Linked DNA regions of Sus scrofa: all the other regions are linked to region 1. The links are chromatin contacts, called in public HiChIP or PLAC-seq maps. All regions are on one chromosome and are shown on one strand. The core of a region is the stretch at or near the end of the contact, and the rest is flanking DNA. Distances in the headings are between cores, read along the strand shown.

Region 1 (3,678 bases), core at 795-3,294:
GATATAAAAGGAATATTTTGATGATAAATCCCTAGACAAATGAATGGAGCAGAACCTCTGACATTGCTAATGTCTTTAGATTTACAAATAAGCACCTGAAATACAAAAGGATTGGAAGTGGAAGACATGAGTGCAGCCTGTAGACAACAAATGCCCTTCAGGACATGAGGTAGGGACCTAGAATGGCATGTATTTCAGCCATTTCTAAGAGTTGCTGAGAGTGGAAAATTCAGCCCCCCCGGGCCTGCGCAAACCCGGTCATGATCATGCCACCAACTGCCTTCCTGCTGAATACCAGTGGGCGCCGTCTGCGTGCAGAGGGACTGGCAACGCAGAGATGCACGAAAGGCATTGCTCTTGTTTCTAAGCTTTGCTCCTTGGAAAATTAAGCGAGAGGGGCTACCACCTCCGTCTTGCGTACAGCCTGCGTCTCAGGACACGGTGGACTCTGATTGGAATCATGTTCTAAATGGCTGGTTTCCTGTAAGTTAGAGACTTGGAGGAAATACTTTTTTTTTTTTCTTTTTTTTTTTTAATTCAAGGTATTTTGAAAACCTGTTTCCTAGAGAGGTCTGCCAAAAGACTAAGGGGATCCAGGGGCCCTAAAGGAGCCGTGCAGGCCCCCTGCTGCTCTGCTGCTCTCACCCAGCTCTGCTTTCTCTCTCGGAGCCCACGGCCCCACAGGGGAGCAACTTTCATCTCAGATACATCGAGTTTTACTCCACCCTTTTAATCAGAGAGATGAGTAAGGCTGGAATTCAGAAACACCTCTTCTATGCTGCTTATCAACGTTCTTAAAGGCTGAATTTAACATTCTTAAAGCCTGTCAGACAGCAATTGTATGTTATATATAAAACAGATAACCAACAAGGGCCAACGGCATAGCACAGGGAATTATACTCAGTATTTTGTAATAACCTATAAGGGAAAAGAATGCAAAATAAAAGAATACACACACACACACAACTAATACAACCTTATAAATTGACTATACTTCAATTAAATATATATATTTTAAAAAGAGAAAGTACTTGTATGTTGTTCAAAGAGATCTAAGTTCTGCAGGCTAAGTCAGAAAAACCTCGTGCCAAAGAGTAGACACGTGCCCTAAGTTGCCACATAATATGGCTTAAAATCTGAGATCTGTAGTCAAAATACAAAACTGTTTTCCGCAGGGACCCACACTCGCTGCATGGCACTAGACACGTCACTGACTTTTCTGGGCCTCAGTCTCCTCTACTGTAAAAGGGCAGCAAAAGGCCCACTTCATAGCCTGAAAAGGATTAAATGCAACCACATATGCATATCCCAGAGCTCAGACATGGGTGGACATTCAGTAAATATTGCTCTCACTTCCAGTTGGAGCTCCTTGAAAAATTAAGGCTGGAAGAAGAAGTGTATCTGTCAAACAACTTTTAACACAGCATTGTCTGCGAATAAATTAAGGTGGATATATCATATATCAGATACAGTGTTTATCACATAAAAGACATCACTGATGATAAAATATCACTAAAAAAGTGCTGCTACTCATCTGCTGCCATTGACTGTACCAAGCATCACAATTTTAGAAATCTTAAAATATTTGCCATTTTCATAAAATCAATGAAATGCACGAAGTGTCTAAGATTCCAGAAAAGCTTGGAGATCCAACAGAAGCAAGAACCAGGAAACAAAGAATCCCATATTTCGCTTCTGCAGCTTAATCTCTTTTATCTTGAGGGGAACAAAAATCGTAAAGTTCAGGCCAAACAAACAATTGCTCAACTGAGAATTCCTTCAAGTTCCAGTTTACCCAGTTTACAGCAGTAACGAGATAGGTAGAAACAGCCTCGGAGGGAAGAGGCCAGCGGAAGAATCTGGAAGGTGTTACCACCTTCTTTAAAAAAAAAAAAAAAATAGTTCATTTCCGTCTCAGTGTTTTGATGTTTGAGTTTCAACATTTAAAGCGTGTCGTTCTAAGCCTGTAGGCAGACTACAGGGTAGTGCTGAGGCTCGGCAGACACGCGGAGTATTCCTGACCACGGCGTTAGGTAACCTAGAGCGACCTTTAGTGGTGGCTCCCTGAAATTACAACCAGGCGTCCCAGAGGGGAGGACGAGGGCTCAGCCAGCATGACTAAGCAAAATTCTCCTAGGTCACAGCGGGAGTGATGCCTCCTCCAGGCTCTTGCCTGACCGAGGTTTTGAAGAGGTCTCTGGAGGTGGGGCTAGAAGTGGTGGTAGCTCTCATCACTGCCGTCTTAATACGTGTGGCATCTCCTGCATATCCTTTATTTCATTAACAGAATCGAGAAATGTGGAAAAGGCCCTAGGGATTATCTAATCCAGTTCTCTTATTTGTAGATTATAAAAGTGTGATTCAACTATTCTAGGCCAAAGTCAGACGGCTAGACAGGGGCAGATCCAGGCCTTGAACCAGGCCTCCTAACGCCAAGTGCATTGTTCTCTCAACGGAATTACTTTGCTGTTCATGAGTATTGGCTATGTGTATGTTTCCGCATTTATTGAGCACTTAATACGTGATGAAGTGCATTGAACGCATATTTACAGCTCTGTTAGAAAGTTTGAGATGAATTGGGGATTGGCATATAAAAAAACAGTCAGTGAAAACTACTAACACTTATATAGCTCTGACACCCTGTGAGGTAGGAACCGTCACTCGCATTTCACAGTTGAAGAAACGGAGGCACAGAAAGTCTCTGATAATCACTATCTCCCTCCAAACCCCTTAAAAGTTACATAGAAAAGAGAATGCACTCCTAACATAGCACACGGCTTAGCCACATGCGACAGTAACACGGGCTCAAGAATATAAACCACAGCTTTCGGACATGGTCGGACTTGGAAGACACCAGGGGAAGCATATGTAGAGAATGGGGCCCGTAAGAAAACGAGACCACCGCTTTCTACAGGAGACACCCATGGACATAGAGAACTGGAAAATTATGACAAAAATGACAGTATAAACAGAGACGTTACCAGGGGTGCAAATCCAGGTGAAAACAAGGAAAGGGAGCTGCAGAGGTTGGAGGGCAGATCAAGGGAGGCGGACTGGATACTCTGCCGCTTTCCCCTGTAAGGCTTCTACCCGAGACTCTAAGACACAGGCATTGACACTGTGACAAGATATAAAAGCAAACCCTGAGACGAAGACGTATAAAGGCAATTCACGAAAAGGAATGCTTGCAAATTTGTGTGTAAAAGGACAACAATGACGCACGAGCACTGAAAGAGGACGCTTTCCAGAGTGACCTTCTTATGCCATTTGCCAAAGACGTAAGAGGTCAACCAGAGCGTGCATGCTCCAGTTAAGGCCTTGCGTCTTTATTTAAAAGGCTGGCAAATAAATGCACATTTATACACTTTAAGTTGAAATAAAGTACTAGGCCGATGTACATATTGCTTCTTACTATTCTCCTCTTCGAGCTTTTACATTAACCAGCCAGCATCCCAGCTACATTGGTGGAGCATTAGTGGATGCTGTGGTGAGGCACCCAGACCCCCTCTTCAGAACTGAGGCGCCCCAGCCCACCCCCTGGTCGCAGCTGGTGGGAGTGTTGGCAGCTGGCGGCTCTCGGCTAAGTCATTCCCCAGGGACTGGGTAACACCTAGCCCAAGGTCGCCAACCCTTTTCCAATTGTGGTCAACATGGTGGTAAAAAGACTTGGCCGTCTCG
Region 2 (3,678 bases), core at 420-2,919, 340 kb after region 1:
CAGTGGCTTTCAGCCCCACGATTTACGAAACAGAAGGAGCAACACAAGTGTGGCCAAGTTCATTAAGCTTAGTTTTACTGTAAGAAAGGCCATACCAACGCATGACCTCAGAATCCACGTATTTCATTTTCCCACATCTAAGTGATGTAACCAGTGCTCGTAATTCAGTCTTCCCACCTGTAATGCAAGATATTATCCCCAAGTTGATTCACGATTTCCTTTACATAAAAGGACAAACGATTCAACCAAGCATTTTTCCCAGGAGCTATATAGTCTAGACCAGTTTTGCTGCTTGCTTGTCAAATCCAATTTGCCTGCACTGAGTTAAAATAAACTCAATCGACTACCTGTCTTCACCTCGTGCCAGGCACCCCAGAAGGCCATCAATTATTTCTCCTTTAAATTTATACCATTAGGAACAAACCAGTAATTCCCATCACCATAAAAACCTTATCACCATAAAAACTGCAACCACACATCTACAGTATGCTGCGTAATTATTTAATTTAAACTGGACGACTATCCCCATTTTACAGATTGGCACATGGAGTCTAGAAAGGTTAAGTTACAGCAAAGGCACAGAGTAAACGGCCGTGCCTGTATCTTGGATCCAAGGGTCCGACTTCTTTCCACTCTGCCACAACCCCTTGCCAATGGAAACATCTAAGCCTATCTGAAACTTAGTCTTTAAAACATTCTTGTCCAGGAACTCAAGGTCTAGGACTCGCCCGCCTCTCAAACCTGCCCCCGCTGCCGCACACCCTGCCTCTGCGCCGCACCCTCAGCCAACCCGGAGCGCAGTGCCCACGTCCAAGCCGCCACAGCTGCTCCGTCTGCCTGCCCTGCGCCACCGTCCTCCACCCCGGCCCTGACTGCGGAAACCCCGCTTCTGCTCCCGGGAGAGCCAGCGGCCTCCGCGCCAGCTGCGGCGATGCCTTCACCTTGCATTTGGCCTCGCGGCGACCGCCGGGCACCCGAGGCTGGCACTTGTCTGCACGTGCCTCCGTGACCACCACCAGACCATGCCCTCCCCCGGTCAGGGTCTGCAGCCTCGGCCTCCGCACACGCGTCCGTCCAGGCGCCCGGCGAGCGCGTGGGGGCTTCAGCAAATGCCCGTTGAGCTAACGCACGGGTTTTACTTGAAGTCGAGGTCTCTCTTTTACGTGTCCTAGGCTGCGACTGAATCCCATGTAGGTCAACACGGTGAAGTAACGGGCTCCTACGTGATTTTAAGGACGACCGCGAAAAAGGCGTCACTCACCCGAAGCCACTTGTTCCAGAAACCTCGTCGGGGCCTCATCACAGGCTCAGCCCCGGCAACAGCCGGCCCCGCCTCCCTCCCTGCCAATCATCCCCCCCCCGCGCCGGCCCCGCCTCCCTACCTGCCAATCACTCGCCCCCCCCCGCGCCGGCCCCGCCTCCCTCCCTGCCAATCACTCGCCCCCCCCGCGCGCCGGCCCCGCCCCCCTCCCTGCCAATCACTCGGGCCCGCCCCCCCCCGCGCCGGCCCCGCCTCCCTCCCTGCCAATCACTCGCGGCCCCCCCCCCCGCGCCGGCCCCACCTCCCTCCCTGCCAATCACTCGCCCCCCCCGTGCGCCGGCCCCGCCTCCCTCCCTGCCAATCACTCGCTCCCCGCGCCTGCGCAGACACCACCCTCTCGCGCAGCCCCGCCCCAGTCGCCGCCCCGAGGCTGTCGCGGGCGGTTGGGACCGCGGAGCCTTTCCTTCGCCGGCCGCCCGCGATGCCGATCACCTACAGCTGCATCGCACGTGGCCGAGCGGTCCTAGCGGAGCTGGCCCTGACCGGCGGCTCATACCAGGTACCCCTGCGGCGGCACTTCGGCCTTCGCCGGTTCCACCCGCCGCTCGGGCCTCGGCGCTGAGGGGCTGCCCTGAGCGGGCTGTGGGGGCGCGAGGCCCCGCCCCCGAGAGCGGCCTGTCCAGTGAGACGGGGAATCCCTGCCCCGAGCCGCTCCCGCTCCGAACGGCAGAGCCGCCAGTGCGCCGCCCAGCGGTTGGGGCTGGTGCTGCACGCCACCTGCTTGGCGGTCGCTTCCTGTTTAATTCCAGAGACCCTTCAAGATGTTCTCTCCCCCCAGACATGGCCTGCGATTCAACGCACATTTATTGAATACATGTTAGTCGCACAATCCCGGAGTAAAGGTATGAGGGATGCAACAATGAAGAGAAGGCGGCGCCTGGAGTTGTCACTTCAGGAGCACGTTGTCCATTTATACCCAAAGGCTGCATTCAGATGTCTTACTGTGTAAAAAGCATTTCAGTGCAGGTGGATCATGATTGCTACTCTAGCATTCTGGAAAGAAAGGCTGGCTTGCCAGCCACAGAGGAGGTGGTGGTCGGGTGCTTGGCTTAGAAGCATTACAAGTCAGCTGTAGCCTGGCCCGGGGAAGGGGAATGGGCCCTCTATGCAGAGGGAACAGCATGGTGTGCTTGGGGAACCTCAGGAATTCAGTGTGGCTGGAGCAGAGCACAGTATGTAGGTACTAAAGATGAGGTCAGAAAAGTGGACCAAGAATAATTAATGAAGGGTCTTATATGCAGTTTGTTTTCTTATCCTAGAGAAACCAGGGAGCAATTAAAGATTTACAGTAGAAGAACAGCAAAATCTGATCCATCTTCTGGGAGATTTGGTCTAGTTTCAATAGAGAAGGTGGATTGGAGGGAAGAGAACCAGCTAGAAGGATATCGTTGTTGTTTATCTAGGACCTCAGGGCCTGAGCTCAGGCAATGACCTGCAGCAGGAAAGGGGGACAGGGGCAGATCCTGAAGAGACTTTGTAAAATAACCTTCAGGAGTTAATGACTGGTCGAATATGTGGGATAGGGATCAGAGCCATGCCGAGGCTGAGCCTCAACTTTTTTTTTCTTTTTTTTTAATCTTTTCCCCCCCAGCTCTATTGAGATATAATTGACATATAACATTGTGTAAGGTGTACAATGTGAAGATTTGTCAAAATTTTTTTCTTAGGCGACATTAAACATGATAGAAACTACATACAGAGGAGCAGGATTGTGAGGGAAGGAGTCAGAGGAAGTGCAGGGGAGGAGGAGGGGAGTACAGTTTGGGACAGGTTAAATTTTGTTGCCAGTTAGAAATAGCCAGTATATGTATATTTATTCCTCCGTCTTACTTCCAAAACAAGTCATAAAAATGGCCAATAGGTAGCCCTCAGAGGGTCAGAGCTAACAGTTAAAGATGCTTGAGGTAGGCAAGACGGCCCGAGAAGAGTCTGGAGAAGAGCAGCAAAAGGCAGAACACTGCTGGGAATAGCAAAGAGAAGTGGGTCCCCATATGAGAGCCATGAGGTTCTGAAGGCCAAGAGAAGAAAATTACAAGAATGTCTAAGCCCCAGGGAAGTTGAAGAAAACCTACAAGGTGTTCATTGGACTCATCCATTAGGTGACACGAGAGGTAGAGGCAGAAGCCAGATTGCGTTAGGCCGAGCGAATGGGAAATGAGGGAGTAGAGAGCGTGCAATTCTTTCCAGAGTTTAGAAAGAGAATGAGATGGGGTGAAAAGAAGAAGAAGCATAGTCCGGGAAAGGGCTTCGTTTTTTAATACAAGAAAACACGTGCATCGCCTGATGGAGGGGAGAAGAGGCTGAAGACTAAAGGCTCAGGGGTGGAGAAAGACCTGAAGGAGCACAAAGGAAGGGAA
Region 3 (3,678 bases), core at 368-2,867, 320 kb before region 1:
GTTTTCTACCCAAATCTCCAATCAGGCGCCCACTCCGGTTAACTGCCACCTCCCTGGTTCTTCGCACAGGCACAGGTTTCTCACCACCGCCTATGTTTCAAATTAAGGTCCAGCCATCACATGCCCAGCTCCCGCTCCTGCTTTGAGAGGAAAGAAGAATTATTCACCCCATCTGAGTCTGACTGTTCCAGACATTATTCAGGAGCGCAAAACCCTGGTCCCTGAACTCTTCCTCTTTCTGCACTCGGTTCAGAGACCTCCCACGGCCGAGAAAGATCATCCGGGGCTAAATATAGATCTACGCACACAAGCAGTGCCTGACCGGCGTCACATGGCGCTGCTGACGAAGGACTCCTTGGAGACGCGTTCGCCCAAACACACATAGACACACTCGTGTGCATATGCATCTGCACACACCATACCCACCGGATTCATCCGCGCAGACAGACGCGTCCACAGTCCTTAGACAGGGTCGCTGCCCAGAGACCCTCCTGCTGTTTACGACGCTTGTGCCACCCTCGGCGCTGTCAGAGGGCTCATTAGCTGCGGTGCTCTCGCCTGAACTGCGCGGACCGGGTTGGGGTGAAGTAGGAATGCGCACAACAGCCGTACGCAGACAGACAGACGCACGTACAGGCCTCCTGTCCCTCCCATTTCTCTCGCACAGCCCTGAAGTTCTTGCCACCGTTTCCCCAGAAGGAGGAGCCTCTCTCCTGCGGGCAGCCCGCGAGGCTCCCAGGTAGCTCCTGTTCACTTTATTAAAGCCCGACCAGGTGATCCGAGGCGACAAACCTGAGCTCAGGCAAGAGAAAGGCGACACGTTGTGCCCCAAGTTTGTCCGCTGAAGGAATATCACCTCGTCAGGGGCAAGTAAATGACTTCTGTTCCCCTGTCTCCGCCCAAAGAAGCAGACCTTAAGATCCTAAGGCTCCGACACCAAAAATAAACAGTTCCCTCCACCCACCCACCCGCACACGAAAACTGGCCAAGCAGCAGAAGGAAACAGCCTCGCAGTGCACAAGGAAGGGGAGACAGGATGAAAAAAGGATGAACGCAACTACAACTCAGACAAATCCTCGAAAATCGTGGCAAGATCTCGAAACAGAGGCTTGGCTTCGGGATCAGGGCGAGAAGCGAGGCACATCCCAAGCCTGTCCCCGCCCGCGACCCAACGGCTGGGTCCCGCACCTGTTGGCACCCAGGCCGCTGCCGGGGCGGCCCCAGACATCCTCGGCGGCCAGGCAAGGGGACTCTCCCGGTCTCCGGCTTTAGCAGGCGCTTTGAGCCGGCAGCGCCCACTGGCCCGGGCTCTCCCGCCGCCTCCCGGCGCACCGGCAGCCGGGGCGCAGGGAGAGAGCCGGGCGGCTCCGCGCGCAGCTCCGGGGACGCCTGGGAGAGCGCAGCGCGCGGCGGGGTCGCGCGTTCCCGCCGCCGGGCTCCCGTTTCTCCCGGGAGAATTGTTGACCAGAGAACAACCCACCTGCAGACGGCCCCGGGTCCTCGGCCTCCCGGCTGTGTGCCGCGCGCCCACAACGCAACCAAAGGACTGGGAGCGAAAGCGCGCGGGAAGAAGGAAAAGAAAAATCCGCCCAACCAGTCGGATGCCTTGTTTATACTGAAACTCCGGCCGCCGCCGCCGCGCACACCCCTCCGCCCGAGCGCCCGCCCCCGCCGCCGGCCCCGCCCGAGCGGCCGCACGGCCAATCACGGCGCAGCTCACCGCCCACTCCGCCACCGCCCCCGGCGCCGGGCACCAGCCCACGGGTCCCGGGGGCCCCGACTCTGGAGGCGCGGTTGCCCGGGTGCCCTCCTACGCTGCGGAGGCCCGCGGAGCCGGGCGCAGCGGTGTTTACCAGCGCGGGTTCGGCTCGCTGAGCCCGCGTGCGTCTCCTCCTGAGCGCATGTGCTGGAGGCTGTTTGTGCAGTCATGTGTGTACCCGTGTGTGTTCATTTACCTGTGTGCTACCTGTACATACCGGCCCGACTTGTTATACAGTATCTATTAACATAATTATGAGCTAGAGGTTACTGTCCGTGGAATTTTCAGAGGAGAGCTGAGAGAAACCACAAGAACACTGGCCCAGCAAATGTTTACAGAAAGCCTGCGTGCTAGGCATTGTGACAAACGCTGGGGGCACACTCCGGGCAAAAGGAGGCTGGATCCTGCCATTAGGAAGCGTGCAGTCTAGAGGAGGACAAGCGTTAAGCGAACGGTCACCTAAACAAAATGTCAAACTGCGGCTGTTAAAAGTTCCACCAAAAAAAAAAAAAAAAGGAAGAAGAAGAGGGAACCTGTGCTGTGAAATACGATTCTGGAGGCAAAGCGGGAGGTCCGGCCTCCCTAAAGGCTGCGCTGTCATGGTAACCATATACTCTAGAATTGGATACTTGATAACTGTTTTAGAAAAAAGATAGAAACTCCAGTACTTCACCTTGTACGAATACAAAAAAAAAAAAAAAAAAAAAAAAAAAAAAAAAAAAAAGGCTGGAGAAAAGAAACGATGGAAGCAAACAAGGGAAGGAAGAGATGCAGGGAAAGAATACAAACTAAACATCAGGAGACAGTTGCCCGCTACGTGACCTTGGATAAGTAAAGCCGCTTTTCTGCGTTTCAGTTTTCCCATGTGTAAAACAACACTATTCACACCTGTCCTATAGGAAGGCCTTCCATTAGGATGGCTGTGATAGAGGCCCCCTTTTTGTCCCGCTCCATCTTCCCTCCCTCCCGCCTCCTTTCTGGGATGGTAGCAGCCACCTCGAGGTTCACCGCGCCTATTCTGATTCCGCCCCTCCCTTTCTGCACAGGCACACCCCCTCTCACTTCTTTTTCTCTGATTATACTCCCTCCTTCTCTTCTGCAAACGGGTCTCCCCTGACTCAGTCATCCACTCCCATCTACCTGAGCTTCTCTGCCGTTTGTAAAAGGAGAGCCTGTCCTGGCCAGCTATTCAATACAAAGCACCGAGGCTTGGGTGGCCCTGCTCAGCTGGTGTGGTTGTGCTGGTTGGTTAGTCTTTCAAGCTCAGTTTTCCATCGTGGTTCTGCAACAAGGAAGCCACATGAGGTTGGGCAAGTCATTTATGACCTGTAGCAATAAATTAAAGGAGTCGGACTAAATCACGATTTCTTAATGGAAATATTTGACATGCCCTTTGTAACTTCTGGATACACCCATCAGCCCAGAAGATTTTGCCAGCATTACATTCTACAGTATTTTACCCCTACTAAAACAAAAGATGCTTATTTTAATTCCTCAAAAATATAAAGAGGATACTATGATACCACTGATTCAACACTTTACCAAACCACACCCCTGCTCCCCATTCTGGCTGATCCCCAAGACCCCCTCCAGTTCCCTGTATGAGATAATACTGCAGGAGAGAGTCCAGAGTTAGGTGGTCCCGGCCCTAATCCTGTCTCTGCATCGTCAAGTCAGCGCTCAAACCTTAGAAAAGCCAAGGGTGGATTCTGGGCCCCAGTTTACTCATCCGAAAAATAGCAATCGTGGTTTATGAACGCAATTCTTCACCAAAGATTAAAAGAAATAATACACAAACAGAGTTTGGAGCAATGCCCTTCAGAGCAGCCTTCCCTAACCTCCCAATTAAAAGGCAGTCACCTCCCCTCATCTCTTCCTTCCCCATGTTGCTGTTTCCTCCGTAGGACGTGCCGCCATCA

Evidence for each region. HiChIP or PLAC-seq counts read pairs in DNA pulled down with a chosen protein or histone mark.
Region 2: a contact with region 1 is called in an H3K27ac HiChIP or PLAC-seq map of alveolar macrophages. The contact joins the promoter of LOC102163780 here to the enhancer-like site in region 1. A contact is called at or near these places in 1 of 5 promoter capture datasets (liver), 12 of 47 Hi-C or Micro-C datasets (alveolar macrophages, embryonic fibroblasts, epiblast stem cells and 7 more) and 2 of 2 datasets of contacts at active chromatin or transcription factors (alveolar macrophages and skeletal muscle).
Region 3: a contact with region 1 is called in an H3K27ac HiChIP or PLAC-seq map of alveolar macrophages. The contact joins the promoter of RASGEF1B here to the enhancer-like site in region 1. A contact is called at or near these places in 1 of 5 promoter capture datasets (liver), 19 of 47 Hi-C or Micro-C datasets (alveolar macrophages, brain, embryonic fibroblasts and 11 more) and 2 of 2 datasets of contacts at active chromatin or transcription factors (alveolar macrophages and skeletal muscle).

The regions. Positions count from the first base shown.
Region 1 is chr8:136,237,792-136,241,469 of Sscrofa11.1, reverse strand. It overlaps a transcript of RASGEF1B not described here. Among named protein-coding and RNA genes, the nearest start is that of RASGEF1B, 320 kb to the left of the region's middle. Within about 2 kb of position 2,044, at least 12 of the 83 cell types and tissues checked have an H3K27ac peak or open chromatin away from gene starts, as enhancers often do. A contact at or near this core is called in alveolar macrophages, fetal liver and liver, where this site is marked.
Region 2 is chr8:135,893,664-135,897,341 of Sscrofa11.1, reverse strand. LOC102163780 (vesicle-associated membrane protein 714-like) reads left to right here and starts at 1,669. Exons shown (of 6, transcript XR_002346908.1): 1 at 1,669-2,163. It also overlaps a transcript of RASGEF1B not described here.
Region 3 is chr8:136,554,154-136,557,831 of Sscrofa11.1, reverse strand. RASGEF1B (RasGEF domain family member 1B) reads right to left here and starts at 1,617. Exons shown (of 14, transcript NM_001195367.1): 1 at 1,481-1,617.